Regions from separate parts of the Mus musculus genome. Here regions 2 and 3 are each linked to region 1. A link is a contact called in public HiChIP or PLAC-seq data. All regions are on one chromosome and are shown on one strand. The core of a region is the stretch at or near the end of the contact, and the rest is flanking DNA. Distances in the headings are between cores, read along the strand shown. Region 1 has its middle 26 kb from the start of Rufy1. Region 2 holds the start of Zfp454 (zinc finger protein 454). Region 3 holds the start of Zfp2 (zinc finger protein 2).

The links. HiChIP or PLAC-seq counts read pairs in DNA pulled down with a chosen protein or histone mark.
Region 2: an H3K27ac HiChIP or PLAC-seq map of embryonic stem cells shows a contact between it and region 1, with 2.8 times the contacts expected there. The contact joins the promoter of Zfp454 here to the enhancer-like site in region 1. A contact is called at or near these places in 2 of 39 promoter capture datasets (embryonic stem cells and trophoblast stem cells) and 3 of 115 datasets of contacts at active chromatin or transcription factors (astrocytes, embryonic forebrain and embryonic stem cells).
Region 3: a contact with region 1 is called in an H3K27ac HiChIP or PLAC-seq map of embryonic stem cells, with 3 times the contacts expected there. The contact joins the promoter of Zfp2 here to the enhancer-like site in region 1. A contact is called at or near these places in 1 of 39 promoter capture datasets (cranial neural crest), 5 of 484 Hi-C or Micro-C datasets (the C2C12 cell line, the HL-1 cell line, cerebral cortex and 2 more) and 1 of 115 datasets of contacts at active chromatin or transcription factors (embryonic stem cells).

The regions. Positions count from the first base shown.
Region 1 is chr11:50,455,515-50,459,372 of GRCm38.p6, reverse strand. No RefSeq gene overlaps it. Among named protein-coding and RNA genes, the nearest start is that of Rufy1, 26 kb to the right of the region's middle. Within about 2 kb of position 1,747, at least 60 of the 459 cell types and tissues checked have an H3K27ac peak or open chromatin away from gene starts, as enhancers often do. A contact at or near this core is called in cerebral cortex and embryonic stem cells, where this site is marked.
Region 2 is chr11:50,885,288-50,889,095 of GRCm38.p6, reverse strand. Zfp454 (zinc finger protein 454) reads left to right here and starts at 1,595. Exons shown (of 6, transcript NM_172794.3): 1 at 1,595-1,730; 2 at 2,598-2,727. The coding sequence starts at 2,695.
Region 3 is chr11:50,914,192-50,918,207 of GRCm38.p6, reverse strand. Zfp2 (zinc finger protein 2) reads left to right here and starts at 2,032. Exons shown (of 6, transcript NM_001044698.2): 1 at 2,032-2,099.

The sequences.
Region 1 (3,858 bases), core at 498-2,997:
CCACCTTGGCCAGGGAGCCACTTCTGTGGTGGAAAGGCCACTGTCACTAATACTAAGGAGCAAGGGCCTGATTGGTCCCAGGCTAAGAGATGAGATACTGGTGGCTGTCAAGGACCAAGGTTTAGATATCAAGCCCTGCAGGAAGACTGTAGAAGGGCTACTTGTCAACTGCTTTTGCCTTCCCACCACTGTACTTCGCTTCAAACACTAAAGAACAAGAAAGCTGCTAGAGGCTAGCTTTGTTTGTTCCTTCCTTTGTTTTGGCCTCAAACTGAAGATAACCTTGAACTTCTGATCCTCCTGCTTTTCCTTCCCAAGTATTGGGTTATAAGTATGCACCATCCCTGTGGATTTATGAGACCCTGGGATTAAACTTAGGACCCATGCGGTAGGAAAGCCCCCTACCAAATGAGCTATACACCCTTTATCCCCAAACCAGCTTTTATAGAGTTTCTTGCCTACCAACTTCTATCTAGGTAAAACAAAAAGAACCTTCAGCCAGCTTATTGGTGTCATGGAAAGGATATGAAATTACCCTTTAGAATGAGCCAGAGTCAGGGTGCTGATCGGCAGTTGGATGGAAGAGCATTAAGAAATATAGCAACATACCAGAGGCAACAGGAGGTAGCCTTGAAGAGAGAAAGAGGGAGAGGCTTCTGGTCAGAAGCTGGAGCATCATAGTTAAGAAACTGCAAGGAGGTGTGGCCTGATTTCTGGGAGAGTCTAGGACAGCAAGAGGGGCTGGGATCTAACAGTGTGTGGTCGTACACTTTGAGACTAAAACATGTTCTACTCTGTTGATTCTTTCTGTGTCCAAGAAAAACATGGCTTTGGGACTACTTCTTCAAGATTTCGGGCAGTTCTGTTCTGGCCCCACATTCTAGATGTCCCATCCACCCCTGCCTTCGCGGCCGTGTTGGTCGGGGTCCACGCCGTGCATCTTCATTTTCTGATCCACAGTCCAAGTCCCTGACCCCAAGCCTTTCCATCAATCTTGGTCATGGGATTTTTTTCCCAAGCATTACCACTGTAGATAGAGAAAGCCTGCTGTCTGCCAGAACCGACCCTGAGGGCCCAGGCCCATACAAGATGTTCCGGTACCACCGGATTACAAAGAGCAGACACAAGCCTGCTTGCTGCCTGCAAACAGCAAGAACTTGCTAGAAAAGCACACTGTAGACTTGGACCTAACTTTTACATCTTTATCTGTTTGAAATCTGAACTCCCTCGCCACCACCACCACCACCACCCCACCCCCCGAATTCCTAGTGATCCTTGAATAAAAAGAGTCCTCACTAAAAAAAAAAAAAAAAAAAAAAAAAAAAAAAATATTGGGCAGTGATTAAACTGATATTGTTGGACTTCAGGGAGTCGTCAACATCTTCGTGAGTTCCTTAAATAAAGAGATCAAACATTGACTCAAACGCTGATGGCCAGCCCTTGAATTGCGCCTGCTAGTGTCAAGGGCACTGCGAAGAGAACCCTGGGGACGCGGGGTGGGGGCGAGCCTCTCTGTGCTGGGGAGCCTGACTGTGGAACGCCTCCTTTTTGTAGGCACCTCTGCCTTTTACGCCAGCCTTGCCTCTGGTACTTTTCCATCCTTGCCTTCTGAATCGCTGCCATTCGGTCCGCTCCCCAGATAAAGTCACATGGAACTTTTTAAAGTTCTCTCACACAGAGCTCAGACTCATAAAGACAGTAACCAGAGCTCCAGGAACTAAAGAAAAGCGGAAAGGGGAGCCTAGGCCTCCTCGTTACCGCGGCTGCCAGGAGCCGAGCAGGTGAGCCTGCGCCAGCCACCTGGCTGTGCATCCCCACATGTCCCCAGCGGCCTACTGCCATGGAAACCGCACATAGCATCTCCTGCCGCTCACACCCTCCAGAAGCCAGACAACCGGGTTTGGCAAGGCCACAGGGTGGGTAGAAAAGACAAAACAAAAAACTAAACTAGCTAAGCCTTCTCTGCTCCAGGCTGACACCTCCTCCTCCTCCTGGCGTCTTGGACAAGACAGCCCCACTAATGACTTCCTCCCCTTGGAAAGTGGAAAGTCAGATCTCTTGCTTGGGAGGCTCTGAGGCACCAGCAGCCCTGTAATCTGTCTCAGTTACGACGCATTTGAATAACAATGATAAGGACTGCTCCGAAGGGACAAAGTGGGAAAGTGGCCTCCCAACCTTTCCAGCCTGGAAACTGAATTGCGAAGTTTCACCCCCACCACACACCCCGCCCCTTCATGGAAAACACGATTGCTAAATAGGCCAAATAGCGATCTCTCCACAGCACCCAGCAGGAAGTTAAGAATTAAAAGTTAGAATATCGGTCCTCTCTTCCATGCCCTGCACAGGTTCCAGGAATGAAATCCTCCTGGTAACTATCTCCCTCCTCCTCTTCCTCCTCTTGCTCCTGCTCCTCCTCTTGCTCCTCCTCCTCCTCCTCCTCCTCCTCCTCCTCCTCTTCCTCCTCAATGGGGACCCAGGCGGTGGGAGACAAAGCACAGCAGCACCTCAAATCCCAGCACCCGGAAACTCACTTGTATATGAGAACAAGTGAAACCTGGTCTTCATGGTTCTGGGATAGTCGGAGGCTGCATAGTGAGACCTTTTCTCACAGCACATCTGCGTGCACACTCAGACACGAAATACACTCGGTGAATGACAGCCCAAGTTCTTCACAATCTGTCCCTGATCCTGAACCCTCCCAATCACCAACAGCTTGAACCTGAATCCCCACCGGCTTGCCTGTCCATCATTCTTTAAACAGTCTGGGCTCCCTTCAAGATTCTTCATTCCAGCCAGACACTCGGGAGACAGAGACAGAAGGAGTAGGAGCTAGAGGCCAGCTTCTGCCATATAGTGAGTTGGAGGCCAGCCTCAGCAACATGAGATCCTGTCTCAAAAAACAACATTAAATAAAGCTTCCTCATTCAAAATACCATAAATCAAGTCTAACAGGACATCTCAGTGTGACTTGCGTAAATAGAAGCTTTGATAATACCCTGAAGCAAACCCCATGTCGCAAGGGAAAGGTGTGAGGGCGTAGGACTTGATAGCTAGAAAACAAGGAAGAATTAGAAATATTCTTGCCAAAGAGACTCTCAGTCATTGATGGGAGAAGATGGGATGATATAAACCCCAACAGAGGGACAGCCAGCAAAGTCTGCAAGATAAGGGATGCAAACGCCCTGAGATGCAGCAGTCCCACTACTGAAATCAAATCTATAAAGACAAATCCACACAGACAAATGGCAGATACGCAAGTTTATTCTCTGGGCCATTTGCTGGAATGGCAGACATTTGAAACCCCCACTACTTGCTAACCATAGTGTAACCATCCACAATAGTGAGGTATTCAGATCTGCCAGTCAGCTAGTGAGCTCCAGCATACATTGGTAAAGGTATGGCACGCCACCTTTTTAAGGCAGGTATGCCGAAACACATTCATATGCAAGTGCATGAAGAAACACTCGATGGGCTAGGGCTAGCTCAGTTGGTAGAGTTAAGTTACACGCACAAAACTCTGGGTTCCGATCCTCAGCACTGCATAAAACAAAGCCCAAAAACACATGCCTGGAATCCCAGCACTCAGGAGGCGGAGGCAGGAGGATCAGAAGAAGCTCAAGGTCATGCCCAGTTACAGAGCAAGTTCAAGGCCAGCCTGGACTACAGGAGAGCGTTTCTCAAAAAAAAATTTATTTTAGTTAATTAATTTTAAAAATAAAGACAAACTAGAAATATAACCAAGAATCTAATAAAGACTGTTATCTAGAGGGTCAGGGTTGTAACTCACTATTGCCCAGTATGTGCAAGGCACCGCAAGAAAACAGAGTTGGGAGAGAATTGCTAAGAGTGCCTTTCTCC
Region 2 (3,808 bases), core at 346-2,845, 430 kb before region 1:
AGACAGGTGTGGCTTAACAATTCCAATGTCTGGGCTGTACTCATATCTCTGCTGGTACAGAAATCACCATTTGAATAATACAAAGACAATCTTACACCATGCACAAAACCGATCATCCCAGCCTTACAAGAGGTGTATACTGGAGGGAGGGTATGCCACACACTGACTGTTGCAGAAAACTCCAAGTCTACTGTCCTTTCTCTCCCTCAACTACACCATAGTCTGGGTTTTTAATTTATTTTGCTGTTGTTTTGGATGAGTTTTGATTGTTAGGAAGCAAGCCAACAAATGCTAAGTCACTGTCCTACGACCATCCCTAGTTTTCACCCTGAATCTGTCCTGCCCAGAACTGACCATAGTCTGCACAGATAAGTTCATCTGTCCACTTGGAACTTCCATTGCTTTCCTTTCACACACAAAATAAATCCACATTTTTACCATGGGGTCAGAACCTCAGAGTCACACACAATGTCATCTTGAGCCCTTTTTTCTTTCCTTGTTCCTGGTGAACATGCTGGTCTTGCTAAGCATCAAATATCCTAAGCCAAATTCTTTGTGGGGAGCTCTTCCTGGGACAGTAAAATCTCCCAAACACCCTGCCCCTTCTCACTCTGAAACCCCTAACTCAGCATTCCTGTCCTTTCATTCACTCCTAATGAATATTTTCTGTTTGATGGACCACCTTCCCTAGTCACACAAAAACTGCAGTGCAGGAGTCACTCTGTTTCAACACTCTCTGCTCTATGCCTTAACCTATATGTGTGTGCCCTAAGTGAGAGAATGACATCTTTAAAGCCCAGGACAGAGCCACTGACATTGTATCCTAAAGGGTGGCCAGCAATCCCAGAAGTGTCAATCTCAAATCATATTTTTTTAATTGAATTTGTTTCACTTTTCTCCCAATAAGAAAGTTCCTCCATGAATACTTACTACATATCCAAAGGCAACTAGACATCTTCAGGGAAAGATTCTGGTACATTACTCGATACTCACAGGCCCCAGCAAAATACAGTCACCAGAAGTAAATCCAAGCTTCTCTATATACTATCCCGTGCTCCCAGAGACACTTGTTTACTCTGCAGAGACTTCCAGGGCCATCGTCCTTCCCCCCCCCCGCACCCCCCTCCGGTAATCCTGCTACCCAAACCCTCACTGCACTCAAGGTCTATCATGCCTCTCCAGTCCAGCTCCAACAGAGGCTGTAGCATTTTTGAGAGCTTGGTACTGACTGTCTTTCAAGACCTTTCTCTGTCGTTAGGCGCTATTACGACGTTCCTGGATGTTCTCTGGCTTTGCTTGCAGATCCTAGAGTCTAGTAACCTTGATAACAGCATCCTGGACCTTTTTTCACTGCTGGTCTCCACAAGACTAGACCACTTGTCTGCCCAGCGATAGGCTAGTGCACCGCAGAGCCTTCTGGGAATTGTAGTTTCGGCCACAAAGTGACTAGGCGCAGGCGCGCTTTATCGCTTTTTGCTCCTGGTCTCCCTCTGAGAAAAGGAGTCCAAAAATCTAAGCGCTGCAGCAGAGAGATTTGTGGGAATTAGGCTTCCCGGCTCCTGGACAAACGCGCAGGCGCGGCTCCGCGTCAAGCAGCAGGCTCCAGCTCATTGTGTCCTGACTACTCTGTCGAGGCTATGCTCTGCAGTGGACAAGCTTCTAAGGGAAGCCCCACGGTGATCTGCAGTGTCCAGAGACTGAAGGTCAGGTCTGGGAGTTGAGAACAGAGGGTACGTAGACTAAGGGTGGGTTGTGGTCCGTTTTGAAAGGCGTGGATCCCACGTCCTTAACTTTGAAGCGCATGTACTGAGATTTGATTCCACACATGGAAGGGACCAGCAGAACTGTTTTGTAGTCGAGCTAAGGGATCCGAACCTGATTGCACGTTGAGAAGGGTTGGTCAGGACCTCTAGCTCATCTTGCTGCAAACTCACAAATACAGTTGCATACAGCTGCTGGTTATATTCCCGGCGTGGCTCCAAGTTCTCTCTGAGGAACTTGAGAAAGGGACACCTTCACTGCAGCCCCTGCACTTGACGAAACTGTGGAGGGTGACTTATGTGAATGATTTCTTCTCCCGGAAACCCGCTCCCTACACTGTCCCATCCGAAACACGAAACAGCCCCCCCCCCACACACACACACACAGAGAGAGAGAGAGAGAGAGAGAGAGAGAGAGAGAGAGAGAGAGAGAGAGAGATCTGGCCGGTTTAACTCCCCTTCCCTTTCAGGAAAAAGTCACCTCTTTGCCTCCTCCTTCCCTCTAGTTGGGATAGAGCTGTCCCAGGAGGAAAGGCTGTCTTAAGACGCCAAAGCATAGCTGCAGGGGAAGGGACAGAGAATGGGTAGAGTTTGAGGACTGGGCCGGGCAAGCTTTCTGCAGGGGAAAGCCAAAGCCACACAAACGGGAAGGCATGCAGGATCTGACTAAAGGAAAGATGCGAAGGAGAGCTGGCATGGGGAGAAGTCACTTTACAGATTGGGTGAGGACAGCTACCTTCAGAGGGAGTATGCACTGGGAGCAAAAGAACAAAGTGAGCCAGGATGTGAATGGTGAGGCGCATCCCTGTGACCTTTGACCCGGCCCTCTCATTACAGGAGTGCAGATGCTTCTAGCCAGAGAACCCCAGCAATTGTAAAGCTCCTCCCCTGCCTCCTTCCTACTCAATGCTCCTCAGCTCACCAGAGAAAAGGAATGGCTGTCAGCCAGCTCCCGGCCCTGGTCCAGGTGAGTCATCACTGTCCAGTGTTGTCCCCCTGTATCCCCAGTTGTGTCCTTGACTTCATTCATTGCTCTAACCAGAAGCTTCCTTTCCAGCCACCCCCAAAGACCCCAGCTGCTCCCTCCCACCACACATCTCCTCCTAGTGAGCTTTAGAGCTTTCTGTAAGGCATGAAAGTGGCACATCTGGGCAGGATTCTAGGTTAGTATAAAATGAAAACCTTTCTACTTCTGTTAGCCAGTAAGATGGTGGTCCAAAATGGTAAAGGCAGGAACTGACATAGGATCTAAAGAAGAAATTTGAACTGTTTCCCGTGAACATGGGGTGTCCTAGACGCCACGTAGTTATTGATGTCTTTTAAAGATAACGTGTAACTTTTGTTTAAGAAGAATATATAGGATTAGTACAAAAATAATTGAAGAACTCTACTTCTATAGGCTAGGGGGATAGTTTTGTGGTAGAATACTTGGTTGGCATGTATAGGGCTCTAAGTTCAGTCTCCAGCACCACACACACACTCTCACAAAGCTGGCACATATACACACACAAAGCTGGGTATGGTGGCTTACACCTGAATTCATAATACTTGGCAGACTGCAGCAAGATTGAAAGTTGAGGCTAACCTGGGCTACATGGAGAGCCTGTCTACAAAGGGCTCAGATCTAAAAGGCATTCTGAGTGGTACCAGTCTCTTTAGGTAAAACCTGTTCTAATTCCTTTTCTTTTAAGTCTTTAACTATCTGGGACAGGGATTTATGGGAGGTCAGAAGCTGGAAGAACCACCAACCAGTTCTAGCTTGCTGACAGCTCATTCTCTTCTTGAGTTTGGTAATCAAAGAGCTTTATTTAGAGGCTGAAAGTTCAAGATTGGGCAGCTCCAGGTTGCAAGGGCTCGAGGCTGCATCATATGTAGCCGATGGCACCACATGACAGGACCGAGAAAGGTGTGGGGAGTTTTGCATGGTGAGAAGAAATGAGAGAGGTCCAAGGTGCTAAATTCACTTTATAACAATGTGCTGCTCTTAATAGCCACTGCAATCCAGAGGGACCTGCCCCATTCCTCCCAATCCTACAAGATGTGCATTA
Region 3 (4,016 bases), core at 783-3,282, 460 kb before region 1:
ATTTTCCCATATTTTTAAATAGTCCAGACAACTATGAAAAAAAAGCCAGACACTACCAGTAAAGAGCAATAAATTTTTATTCAGTATGTTGGCAATAGGGGTAGCCACTTGCATTAAACAAGAGCTCATCTCTGAATTAAAAAAAAAAAAAGCCAGCTGGAGACTTAAGCCAACAAGGAGAGGGCATAGTGGACACCAAAGAGGAGCTACCTGCTAAAGACAGCTCAGTAGTCCCAGAGCTGTGCACCGCAAAAGCAGTCAAAATGGCGGCAGGCCTCTTCTCACAACCCATACCATGTGAGGTGTCCAAAATGGGGACTCCTGTTAAAATGATGGTACCACCTTGCAGCCATCACGGGAGGTGTTCACAGTGGTGCACGCCTTTCCTGCCTCAGCAGCCTCAGCAGGAGCTGGCCCTCAAGAACTGTTCAACATGGCTACACCTTTCCTACTTCTGCCTACTGCCTTCATGAAGAGCTGTCCACGGTGGCAACACCTTCTTTGCTGCCTCAGCCCACAGCCTTGGTCAAACACCACTGCAGGAGATGTCCATAATGCCAGCACCTCCTCTCCAACCTACAGAGACGGTGCCTCAGTCAAAACCACCAGCGGCTGGGAAAAACATCTAACCCATGGGCCTGATGCAGGGAAAGGGGGGGTGAAAAAAGCCGCCAATTCCTGAGCTTCCCCCCCCCCACACACACACAGACACACAGACAAAACATCAATCCTTGAGCAGAAAATCCACTAATCCCTGAGCTCCCCAAATTCAGGACTTGAAATCCCACCAATCATCACTCTGGAAATCTCTGCCCTGGAAAGCCCCGCCCCCTAAGAGATCCTATATAAGCACTGCCACTTTGTCTAATTCCCTGTTGTCTGTTCCCTAGGATAGAGAGCAGCCATCCCTGGATTCATCCCTTCACACCCTGGTCCATCCAATAAATCTCTTTCATGAGATTCTTATGCCTGGTCAGAAGTGAAGAAGAAAAGAAGCAATGAAGAGAAGAAACGATGAGAAGGAGAGGGACTGAGGCTCCTGAGCTCCGCTGAGGACGCCATGCCCTGGTAGCTGCATCGCCTCTGCTGAGGAGGCTTCCTCTTAGAGCTATCTAGTTCCTCAGCTCCCATGTCTCAGGGTGCCCTTCTTTTGGGACATTGTCCCACCTCAGAGCTGTGTGGTTCCTGAGCTTCCGAGTCCCAGGAGATCCTCCCATCAGAGCAGAAACACAATGTCAAAGACCTAAGACGGAAGGTGTGGGATAAAAGCGGAAGGTGTGGGATAAAAGGAATTTGGGCACGCACGTTTGGCTAATAGGATTTTTGAGCCTCGTCAAAAAGTGGCCTCCAGATGCCCGTCCGACATTTGGTTCGGAACATAGTCTTTGTTGCATGGAATAGAAGTTTTACAGGCTGAAGCGAGGGGGAAAGGACCAAAAGTATAGAAGAAGGACTAGTTGGGAAGGATGGAGGTCAGTGAAAGAAGGGCACATGAATGAGGGTCGCTGGGGGTGAATGTGATCACAGTGCACTGTATTCAAGTATCATGATGTCAGATTTTAAAGAAAAAACGTTAAAAAACAAGCGGCCAGACAAGAACCCAATATTACAGTTTGTAACCTATCTTTCTATCCTAAGATAGGATGGAAATTATCCTAAGATATTCTCCAAGTTCCAAAGCCGTGGATGCAGCCGAAACTACCTTAGCACCCACGAGTTTCACTCACAGAGGTGGCTGGTTTTCCACAGTAACAATTCACCCAGCCAGTGCATCATTTACTACCTGGTCACAGAGCGCCGTGAAGTATCTACATTACATTAGTAGCTTACCTCTCATCCTAACCTCATGCAAGGGGGTGTCCAAGGTTCTCTTAATTTAGGAAAGGAAAAGGTTCTAGAACCAGTTTCTTTAAGAAAATAAGCTTAAGGTGGCAAACCTTGCCTGAGCACTAGGGGAGCAATCGCTGGCCCGCAGCCCTGCGGTTGCGCCTGCGCAACTGGAAGCCCTGTCGAGGGCTCATGGTCTTGTGGGAAATGTAGTCCCGCGCGCCCAGTGCGGCTGCCTGTGCCGCCAGCCTCTGGCTTCTTCAGTGACTGTGGTGAGTGCGCTTCCTCGGGCGGGTGGTCCACGGGCGGGGAGGCGGAGGCGTTCCCACTGGGAGCCCGGGGCTCTGGTGCCAAAAGAGCAGAGCCGGCCAGACAGAAAGGTGATCCTTCGTCCGCAAGGAGCACGAAGTCGCAGGTGCGCAGCTCACGCGCGCGCCAGGCCGCAGGACACCCTAACCGAGACCCCCCAGCTCGGTATCCCCCCGTACCCCGGGGTCATTCGCGCCCGACTGCTCTCCAGCTCTACCTGGCCGAGCAGCTCTGGTTCGGTATGCACTATGAATGCGTGGTAGACCCGCTCTCTGAAGCTTGGCAGGGCACGGGACCACAGTCCGGGGCTCTGGCCATTGTGTGCACCGCTGCTGGGGACCCGCCCTCTGCCTGCGAAGGAGGAGCTTGTAAAATGAGTCCTGAATAAGCAAGAACGTGCCCACCCTTTCTTTAAGTTCATTATTGGTCAACTAGAAAAATGTACGAGCGAAATCATTCGAAATTTGTCCTAAAGTCCATGTATTGTGTTATATGTATAAATAGAAACCTTTTGCTTCCAAAAAAAAAAAAAAAGATGTTAGTGCCTTTCCTCCATTCACCTTTAAAAATGGAGTTACAAAAGGCATTTTGTAAGATGCTTGAAGTGCATCTAAACCACCACCCAATGGAGATGAGAATAGCCTTAAGACACTAATTTTTAAGAGCAGTTAAAGCTGTCATTTTCACGAATGGTTCCCTTTGGACTTTTGGGCTTTTTTGTTTTTGTTGTGTTTTGTTTTTATTTTAATATTGGACATGGTACAGTTATGTCATTCTTTGTATTGCCTCTTTCCACAAAACCTTGTAGTGAAATTTCTAGGTCAACGTTATAATTAGACCTTTGGGCATCTCCTGTCTTATTCTTTCCAGAAAAGTAGCAGTTTCTAAAGATGGTTGCGGTGTTAAGAGTGACTGACGCCCCACATCAACTGGAAGTGCTGCTAGTAGCCTCTTAAGCTTTGGAGAGGTGCAAGCTAGGTGTGGTAGTGTGTGCCTTGAATCCCACAGAGGCAGGGGGATGAGTTTGAGGCCACCTGCTCCACAGAGTCTGGGCCAGCCAAGGCTACTTAGTGAGAAGACCCTCCTTCAAATAATATCCTTATGCTAAACTCCAGCCCATTTTATTCCTAACTTTTGCATCTGTTGTACAAACAGATGAATCTACAGAAAAGTTGCATATTGCTATAGTCATATAAACCTACATTTCACTTGTATGTATCTATGGCTGCATGTATGCATGGGTACAGGTGCACATATAGCCACATTCAGGTGAAGACCTGAGGTCAGGGCCGAGAAGCATCCTCCATCTTCCTCCAAGCCCTCGGGCATTTCATCCTCCTGCTTGCTTTCTGGTCCTCATGCTTGCCCAGTGCTGAGCCATTCCCCAGGGCCAGCTCCCTCCTCCTCCACCTCCACCATGTTTACCATAATTAGAGAGGCCTTCTGTTTCACTGCATCACAAAGATGTTCATTTATACTTTCTAGTAGAACTCTCATTCTGTTTTTGCATCTCTATTCTTTTCCAAACGACAACCCTTGCTATGTGTTATTGTATATTGAATCCTTTCTTGATAATGCCAACTTTCTTATATCCTCAGTCTACCCAGCCCACCCCTCTGCCTTTACTGTAGTAGGGGTCAAGTCCAGGGCCTCTACTGAGCTATAATAACTCAATGAATTATTCCTGAATTCCTATATATGCATGCTTTTTTTTCTGAACCGCATGTGCTGCTAGGATTGCAATTGTGCATTGGTGTTCCCTGTTGGTCTGTAACATGGGTGGGGGGGAGGTAGGGGCGGTGGTGGTGGTGGAGTCTGCCTGTTGTATTTACAGCTGTTCTCAGCATTGCTTAGCATGCCGCATGCCGCTATTCTCACAG